3 separate regions of the Zea mays genome follow, and all the other regions are linked to region 3. A link is a contact called in public Hi-C data. All regions are on one chromosome and are shown on one strand. The core of a region is the stretch at or near the end of the contact, and the rest is flanking DNA. Distances in the headings are between cores, read along the strand shown. Region 1 holds the start of LOC103655619 (B3 domain-containing protein Os02g0683500). Region 2 holds the start of LOC103653918 (heavy metal-associated isoprenylated plant protein 45). Region 3 holds the start of LOC542709 (MADS box protein).

Region 1 (2,700 bases), core at 127-2,626, 270 kb before region 3:
ATATCGATCATGCTGCGATGGCTTTTCGAACGAGTGATTCCTATACTTTCTTTTGCCTGAACCGTAGCAGGTTTTCTCAATGTAGTGGAACTTTGCATACGCCTCGCAATGTGCCCTTGCCAACTCACCTTGGAAGTGTTTAAGGGTCCGATCAACCCGAGACAAAAAAAAGGGAACACATCTTGTGGGTAAACAAGTGCAACCTCTGCAGAATGTAAAACTGGTATATCAGCCGTGCTCACGGTGATGAGCGGCTTGTGCCTCTCATATGTGTAAATTATGGATATAAATTTAACCTGCTATGCATTGCATTATGGGATTTCAATATTGACTATGTATTTAATGATATTTACTTATAATTAGTGATTGCTAATAAAATTTTGACCAACAAAATGAAAAACAATGCTCAGCCTTAACCATTATCCTTGGTAAACTTTACACTATACTTTTTTTCCACACTTGCTGAGCAATGACCGTATGAGAGCCCACCCTTGCTATAATCATACCAGATCAAGAACAGGTACCGCCGGAGAATGATCATGAAAATAAGTTCGGAGAGGTTTAGGCCGTCATCTCACAGTCAACTATGGTTGTGGAGGATCGTAGTCATCATATGGTGTAATTTATCTAAGTTGTTTTGTAGAGAAATTGTATTGATTAAGTAATAAAGGTGTGACATTGTTTTCTATATGCTGATTCACCAAATATTGTGTGAAACTTGATCCTATCATACAGATGTAATGTTTGTTGCACACCGCCACCATGGCCACCAGCACAGATGCATCACCATTTGCTGTGAACGCCCGCCTCACTCGGTCTCCACGTTGTGGCATCCTTATACTATGCAAAATATAACGTAAATGATAATGGTAATGATTTATACTTGAGTACAAGCGATAATAAGATTGAATAGATCAGTATCAATTTCTAGTGTGATATCTGGTGGTTACAGTTGGAGTTCAATAAACATAATTTAACGTTATCAGTTAATCACTACGTTACAAAATATATGAATCAAATGTATCTAACGACTTTACTTTATCACGTGTTCTTTCATCGGTGAAAAATAATCGGACCCCATGCATGGTGATCGGGTCCGTGTCGACCGTTTTATATATGTGTGATTATAGCAAACATTTGGACATTTATACGGCCATGCAAAGCCGTAGGCAGGCGCGTGGGGTGCAAATATTTGATACCCGTATATATGCACGGTGACAAGTGACAAGTGACAAGGACGATCGATCACATGAGCCCAACCCCAGCGGAAGCCCATGGGCCCCACACCCCTCCTCCGTTCCCTTTATAAAGCTATAGCTACTACAGTACACCCCCACCTTTGCTGCTTCCGTCTCTCTCTAGTCTCTACCCTACGCCTGTTTCCTTCTCCACGAGCAGAGACGTTTTTAAATAAACGCTTTAAGCCTTTAAGTTTGAAGAAAAAGAAAATCCAGGAGAGAGCTTCGTTTGAGCCGGCCGGACGCCTGTACTGTACCACTACCAGTAGCAGCACGCGCTGGTGCTGGCGCTCTGCGCAGGAGGGCAGCAGCTTAGCCACAGCCACAAATTAACCTCGCTAGCTCATCACCATCATCAGTTCACCACCACCACCAAGGAAGGCAGGCAAGCACCACCATCTATCCGCGTACGTCTCCGTCTCCGTCGCCATCCCCATCCCCATCCATCTGGCCACATCCCAAAGGCGACGTCGCGCTGTGCAGCCGTCAATGGGGACGCCTGCGGGCGGCCTAATTCTTCTTCCCGTATAGATGCCTCCCGTCTTTCCCCCATCTCCCCCATCAGGCCGGCTACCCCTCCCCGGACCCAGAGTAGCGAGCAACAGCAAGTCGGTAACGCCAAGCCTGCGTACACGCATACATAGGTAGATCCGATCCCTCTCTACTACTGCCCTATAGTGTGGCGGCCGCGGCGTCTGCGTACCCAGCAGCAGATAGCTCCAGCGACTGTCATCGCAGCAGAACCTAGCTTGCTACGTAGCAGCCAGTGCAGTGGATCGGAGGCAAGAAGCAGGCGGCGGAAGCAAATTAAAGGAAGGGAGGAGCAAGAAATACCAGAGGAAGCAAGCGTAGCGTAGTAGACCTCTACCTCTCATAACTGCTTCTGGTAAGCGGAAGAAGCTATGGACCAGTTCGCCGCGAGCCGGAGATTCTCTAGAAATGATGGGGCGGACGAGGAGCAGGAGGATGTGTCCAATTCCATGCGCGAGATCTCTTTCATGCCGGGGGCCGCGTCATCTTCGGCGGCAGCTTCCGCGTCCGCCTCGGGAAGCAGCTGCGCCCCCTTCCGCTCCGCGTCGGCGGATGGCGCCGGAGCGTCGGGGAGCGGCGGCGACGGCGACGGCTCGGGAGACGTGGAGAAGGAGCACATGTTCGACAAGGTGGTGACGCCGAGCGACGTGGGGAAGCTCAACAGGCTGGTCATCCCGAAGCAGTACGCGGAGAAGTACTTCCCGCTCGACGCGGCGGGTAACGAGAAGGGCCTCCTCCTCAGCTTCGAGGACAGCGACGGCAAGCACTGGCGCTTCCGCTACTCCTACTGGAACAGCAGCCAGAGCTACGTCATGACCAAGGGCTGGAGCCGCTTCGTCAAGGAAAAGCGCCTCGTCGCCGGGGACACCGTCTCCTTCTCCCGCTCCCGCTCCGCCGCCGAGGTCGTCGACGACGCGCGCCGCCACCGGCT
Region 2 (2,700 bases), core at 29-2,528, 310 kb before region 3:
TTCTTCTTCTTCGCATCACGTACATCACATCACGGCGCAGGCGTGGACATTGTCGTCGTGGAAGACGGCGAGCGCGTCGTCGTCGAGGACATGCGTGAAGGCGTGGCAGGGGTAGGATCCGATCGTGGGGTCGTTGTAGCCGTGGCGGTAGTACTTGTTGGTGGCCATGTACGTGTTGTCCTCCAGGTACTGGATCGCGAACGGGTAGTACTCGCCGTCGTACGGCCACGGCCAGAACTCCGCCGCCCTGCCGGTCCGCCGCGCCGCGCGCAGCGCCTCCCGCCGGTCCACGTACCCTGTCACTGTCACCTTCTGCCGATCCATGTCGATCTCCACCGAGCTCACTCCTGCACTGCACAGCTAGCATATCTGTCATGCATACTCCTGATGGATCGGAATTGGGTTTTGTTGGTATATATTTCTGATGAACAGGATGGAGGAATGGAATCAGTCGTGCGTGCCTTCCAGCTGGGACATGGCCTTCCTCACTCGCTTCTCGCAGCCGTCGCAGTCCATGTGCACGTTCATCTCCACGACCTAGCATAGCCACAGAAATGCAAAGCCATGAGGCTGAGAGAGAGAGAGAACAAGAGATGAAGAGAAGCTACCGTCTTCTCTGCTTTCTCATTCACAAATGGGGTCACTCACCGACAACGCGTTCGACGAGGTGGTGCTCCTCTGCGTCCTCCAAAAGCGAAGCATTTTCCAGCCACCGTCCAAGCCGACCGCCGGCTTGGATCGATGGGCGGCGGTGGAGGAGTGCAGCTGGGACGAAGCGTATAAATACTGCCGCGAGCGATAGGAGGCCGACGTTCACGGTAAGTTGCACGAGAGCGACACCGATCGCAGTTCGCCCATTCCAAAGCAGCACGGCGTCTCCCAATACGCGAGGCCAGGGACGGGGATATATGCGCCACGAGCAAATATTGTTCTCCGGGAAAAGATATCTGTTGGCCGGGAAGGGCCTCGACATCTTGGGTGCAGAACAATGTCGTATCACCGGCAGGGCCAGATAATGGATGAGATTTTTGGCCCATGTCCGATCGGTTTCGGTCGCCAGGCTGATTGCTTTTGCTGGGATCAATCTGACCTCTATCGAAGATATCTCTTTTTTTTCCTGGACAAAGTTGAGGCATGAAAAAGGTATAAAAATCTTGTTTTTTTCTTACTAGAAAATAATACGATAAAAATAACGCATGAGAGATAAAGACATAAGTTATTCTGTATTCTTTCTTAATGTAAAGTAAGTAATTATGAAAAAAATATATAAGTTAATCCAGCAATGACGATGTAACCATTAGTTATATAAAATACCTGAGGACTAATTAATTGCACTGTATAAGCAAGAAAACACTTCTACTGTATTAATAAACTACCGGCCCAGATGTAAACATTATAGGTATTGCTTTAGTCATATCATAATCAGATACTTGTTCTGAAATTAAGTCCGCAGTTATTTCATAATATTATGGCGCAGATGCGTAATTTTGTAAGTGAAAAACCACAACAAATTTGTATCTGTTTGTCTTCGACCTTTATACAGAGATGATGCAAAGAGACACTCTCCCTCGGTTTTTTTATTTACCGTGTTTTAGTTTTTTCAAAAATAAATTAGTGGACGATAAAAATTTAAAAATAGGGTAGTATAAACCATGAAAATATCAATCAATGTTTGTTTTAGATTATAGCTAGTTGTTTGAATTGCGGCAGCTGCAATTTATAGTGTAGAAGCTGCAGAAGCCGGCCATTTATACCTCCGGCTAACTCCACCCAAGAGACCAAGAGCTTTGACTGCACCCATGAACTTGCTGTCAGTGGTAAAGGAAACTGAATTTCAGGTCAAACTATATGTTTGTTCGTTTCTCTTTCCCAGTTGCTCCCAACAAATTTGGGAAACAAAGAAAGTTCAGAGTATTAATCTTAAACCATTTGATAGATTGAATCGATGTGATTCTGTGTGTTCTCTGTATTCATATCATAGTCTGAAACTGAAATAGCCAACCTGCAGTAATGCTTTCCCGGAGAACTGGACTATAAAGTTAATGAATTTCAACAATCAGTGGGCACAAGGTTAACCTGGTTGACAAAGTACACTTGTAAACTTTTAAATTTTCTATTATGCAGATGGTGCTGATGTTAGTTAAATGCTTGAATGCAGTGAGTTTTATTACGATGTCTGTTGGAGTCTTCAGGGAGATTGCCAGATGGCATGTCTTTGCCTTTTACTTATGGCTACCTTTCTTTAGGAAAAAAAAACTTTTAGCGATATAATTTAAGCTTGTTCAAGTCAGAGATCATTATCAGTCTATCGCCTAGTAGTTGCAGCTGCACTGCTGCTACTATGAGTATATTAATATTGTTGCAATATGCAGATGGATGTGTGTTTTTTTTTGGTGAAGAGTAAGGACGCGCGTGAGCAGGCTACCTGGGAGAATTGGCCTCATATAGTCATATCTCATGATCTTGCTGTTCACGTCTTGTTATTTGTTGAAGTGTCCTCATCTTGCTGTTCACGTACGTTCTTATCTAAAAGTATTGACCTGATCGAAGGACAATGATGCTCGGCCTTCTTTTAACTGAACTGATTCAGTTAGCAGCATATGAAATATTATTAATGCTTATGTTCATTCATCTGCTATGTGTACTAGGTAGGTAGGTACATAGATGGGTCAAAGGAGCAAGCACAACATCGAAGCATCT
Region 3 (2,700 bases), core at 123-2,622:
GAAATACATGAACCAACAAGTGCGGGCAAGAGCAACATACTATCAATAAAGGCGAAAGAGCGACCACTCATGGTTGAGTATAGTACTGATGCAGACGCATAAAATGAGAACAAAGACAAAAATACCAAAGCAGAAATAGTACGGGTGCGTGAAACAGAAAGATTTTCATCATGCTTTGAGCTTTCCACTTAAAATGTGCTGAGGCCCTCCTGAAAATCTCAAGCAGATCTAAATCGATCTTGTATGGAGAGAAAACGTAATGAAAAATCTAAATTCGTATTGCCGAGCAAAGGGGCATGAAATCGTGAAAGAGAAAAAAGAAAGAAGCAACAAGCGGAGCAATCGAGCAAGAGAGATAGAGATCTGGAAATAAGATGGAGGCGTGGCCAGAGGCCCAGTTGAGCAACAACAAGTGCCAAGACAAGCGGTCAGCAGGGTTTTCATATAAGCAGGAGCTGGATCAAAACGGAAAGAACATACCACCCTTTCCCCTCTCGGAGGACCACATCGGTACGGTGTTATTAACACCCACTCTACGTACCCTCTTCCACCCCGACGACGACGATTCCCCTATTAGCTCAGCAATCAAACCGGCCGGCGTTTCTCTGACACGCGCATGCTCCAACGACGACACACACGAAAGATGGCCACTCCAGATACCCGGAGAAGATGGAGGAAAGGGGTGTACCGTGTGTGTGCGTGCGTGGGTGGGCAACTCCTTCAAGTGCCCGGAGAAGCTGGAAGAAAAAGAGGCAGAGCGTAGGGCTCGTAGATCCGCTGAAAGGATGTCGGGAACTCGGGATCCACCCGCCTGCTTTTTTATTGTATGAACACCGCCATGCCATTGCCATGCCCATGCCCCTACGCGCGCGCAGATACACACGCAGATAGCAGGAATAAAATACCACACCACCGCTCGGCTACGTGCTTTCCTTAATTCCTTCCTTGCTGCCAAAAAAACCTAGCAGATCTGCTTGCAGAGACTAAGAATTAAAAGCAATTTAGTGGCACCGCGGCCCGCAGGCCGCTGTGCATGTGTGGATGGATGGATGGATCGCCTACCCGGCGCTGCCGAACTCGTAGAGCTTGCCGCGGCCGGAGAAGATGATGAGCGCGACCTCGGCGTCGCAGAGCACGGAGAGCTCGTAGGCCTTCTTGAGCAGGCCGTTGCGGCGCTTGGAGAAGGTGACCTGGCGGTTGATCTTGTTCTCGATCCGCTTCAGCTCGACGCGTCCCCTCCCCATGCCGACCTCCTCCGATCCGAGCTTCTTCTTCTCACTGCGCTTGCTCTTCGGCCGGCCGCTTATCAGCTAGCTAATATGCCACACATCCCCCACGAACACAAGGCCGCCGGACACAAGTGCTGCTAGGCTTCGCATTTGTGCGCGACGATATAATGATGAGCAGAGCCGGCTCTATTAGCTCCGTCCGGGGAGGACAGGGACAGGAGCGGAATATCAGTGGAGAGACCGGGAAAAGGGGCAGGGTTCACTACTGTTACTGTGTGTGGCTGCCTGTCCGGTCGTCTCTTCTCTCTCGCATCTTTTTCACGCGTCCCCATCCACCCATCTATCCACATCTCCCTTCTCTCGCTCTACTCTAGTATATACTACAGTATTTCTCAGCTTTAAATTGAAGGAGGGTAGATTTGGAGTGGCGCTGGCCAGTTACCCCCACTACCCTAGCTGGGTTTACCCTAAAACTGGGAGGACCGTGCCGAAACGGGGGCGCTCCGATGCGGCGGCCCCGCCCCTACGCCACAAGTGTACACGGCGCGATGCATGGCATGGGGCAAGCCATACACGAAGGCGGCAAAAGCGGCGAGCTGACCATGCATGGAGAGAGAACCAGCTCCTAGGCCTAACCCAAACCATATGCATGTCGTCGTGCACCTCACCTGGTCTCAGGTTTCCAGCCCTGCGCCGTTGCTTTCGCATGCTTTGGACCACGATACCCCAACCTTTCTCCGATCCGACGTACCGATATTCCATTTTTAGGGCAGCATTCCCAGGAGGTGTTTGAGAGCTAATACTTAGCTACTAAAATTAGATTAATATGTCCAATCAGTCTAGACATTTAAGAGATGGGGTACGTCCCAAATTCCTGAAAAACTATTTGTTGCACACGGATCAAACAACTTTTATATATCAAAGAACTGAGGTTGGTCAATAAACTAATGGTGTGTTTGGTTTGTGGAATCACTCTATGCTTTATGAGTTGATGCATAATAAGTTCATTCCATCAATTTTAGTGGAATCAACCCACTCCTCATGTATAGTACCCGTGCGTTGCAACGGGAACATATAATACTATGATAACTTATATACAAAATGTGTCTTATATTATTATAAGAAAATATTTCATAATCCATTTGTGATCCTAGCCATACATAAATTTTGTTATTTTAATTTAGTTGTTTCACTACTACATTGCAACCATCAGTATCATACAGACTTCGATATATGTCATAATTTGCATGGTCTCATCATTAGAGAGCACGTACCACACCTGCCGATAGAAGTTCCGTCGTACATCGTTAGTCATCAGGCACGCACCGCCATACACGCTTGCTTAAACAAAAAAAATACAAGTGTGTGTTTGCGAAGAGAATTAAAGACAGGCCAACACAAAAGCTACCCCGACGATGGTGAGTGGTCATTGTTGTCGGTCCTCCTCTGCTCACCTCCGGCGCCGAGATGA

Evidence for each region. A called contact is a pair of places that touch in the nucleus more often than the background predicts.
Region 1: a Hi-C map of tassel shows a contact between it and region 3, with 3 times the contacts expected there. The contact joins the promoter of LOC103655619 here to the promoter of LOC542709 in region 3. A contact is called at or near these places in 7 of 25 Hi-C or Micro-C datasets (ear, endosperm, leaf and 2 more).
Region 2: a Hi-C map of ear shows a contact between it and region 3, with 2.5 times the contacts expected there. The contact joins the promoter of LOC103653918 here to the promoter of LOC542709 in region 3. A contact is called at or near these places in 9 of 25 Hi-C or Micro-C datasets (ear, leaf, leaf mesophyll and 2 more).

The regions. Positions count from the first base shown.
Region 1 is chr4:161,661,507-161,664,206 of Zm-B73-REFERENCE-NAM-5.0, reverse strand. It overlaps LOC103655619 (B3 domain-containing protein Os02g0683500), which reads left to right and starts at 1,376. Exons shown (of 1, transcript XM_020552654.3): 1 at 1,376-2,700. The coding sequence starts at 2,141.
Region 2 is chr4:161,709,848-161,712,547 of Zm-B73-REFERENCE-NAM-5.0, reverse strand. It overlaps LOC103653918 (heavy metal-associated isoprenylated plant protein 45), which reads right to left and starts at 1,278. Exons shown (of 3, transcript XM_008680723.4): 1 at 649-1,278; 2 at 462-537; 3 at 1-347. The coding sequence starts at 702. The coding sequence ends at 25.
Region 3 is chr4:161,395,924-161,398,623 of Zm-B73-REFERENCE-NAM-5.0, reverse strand. LOC542709 (MADS box protein) reads right to left here and starts at 1,372. Exons shown (of 8, transcript NM_001112222.2): 1 at 1,063-1,372. The coding sequence starts at 1,244.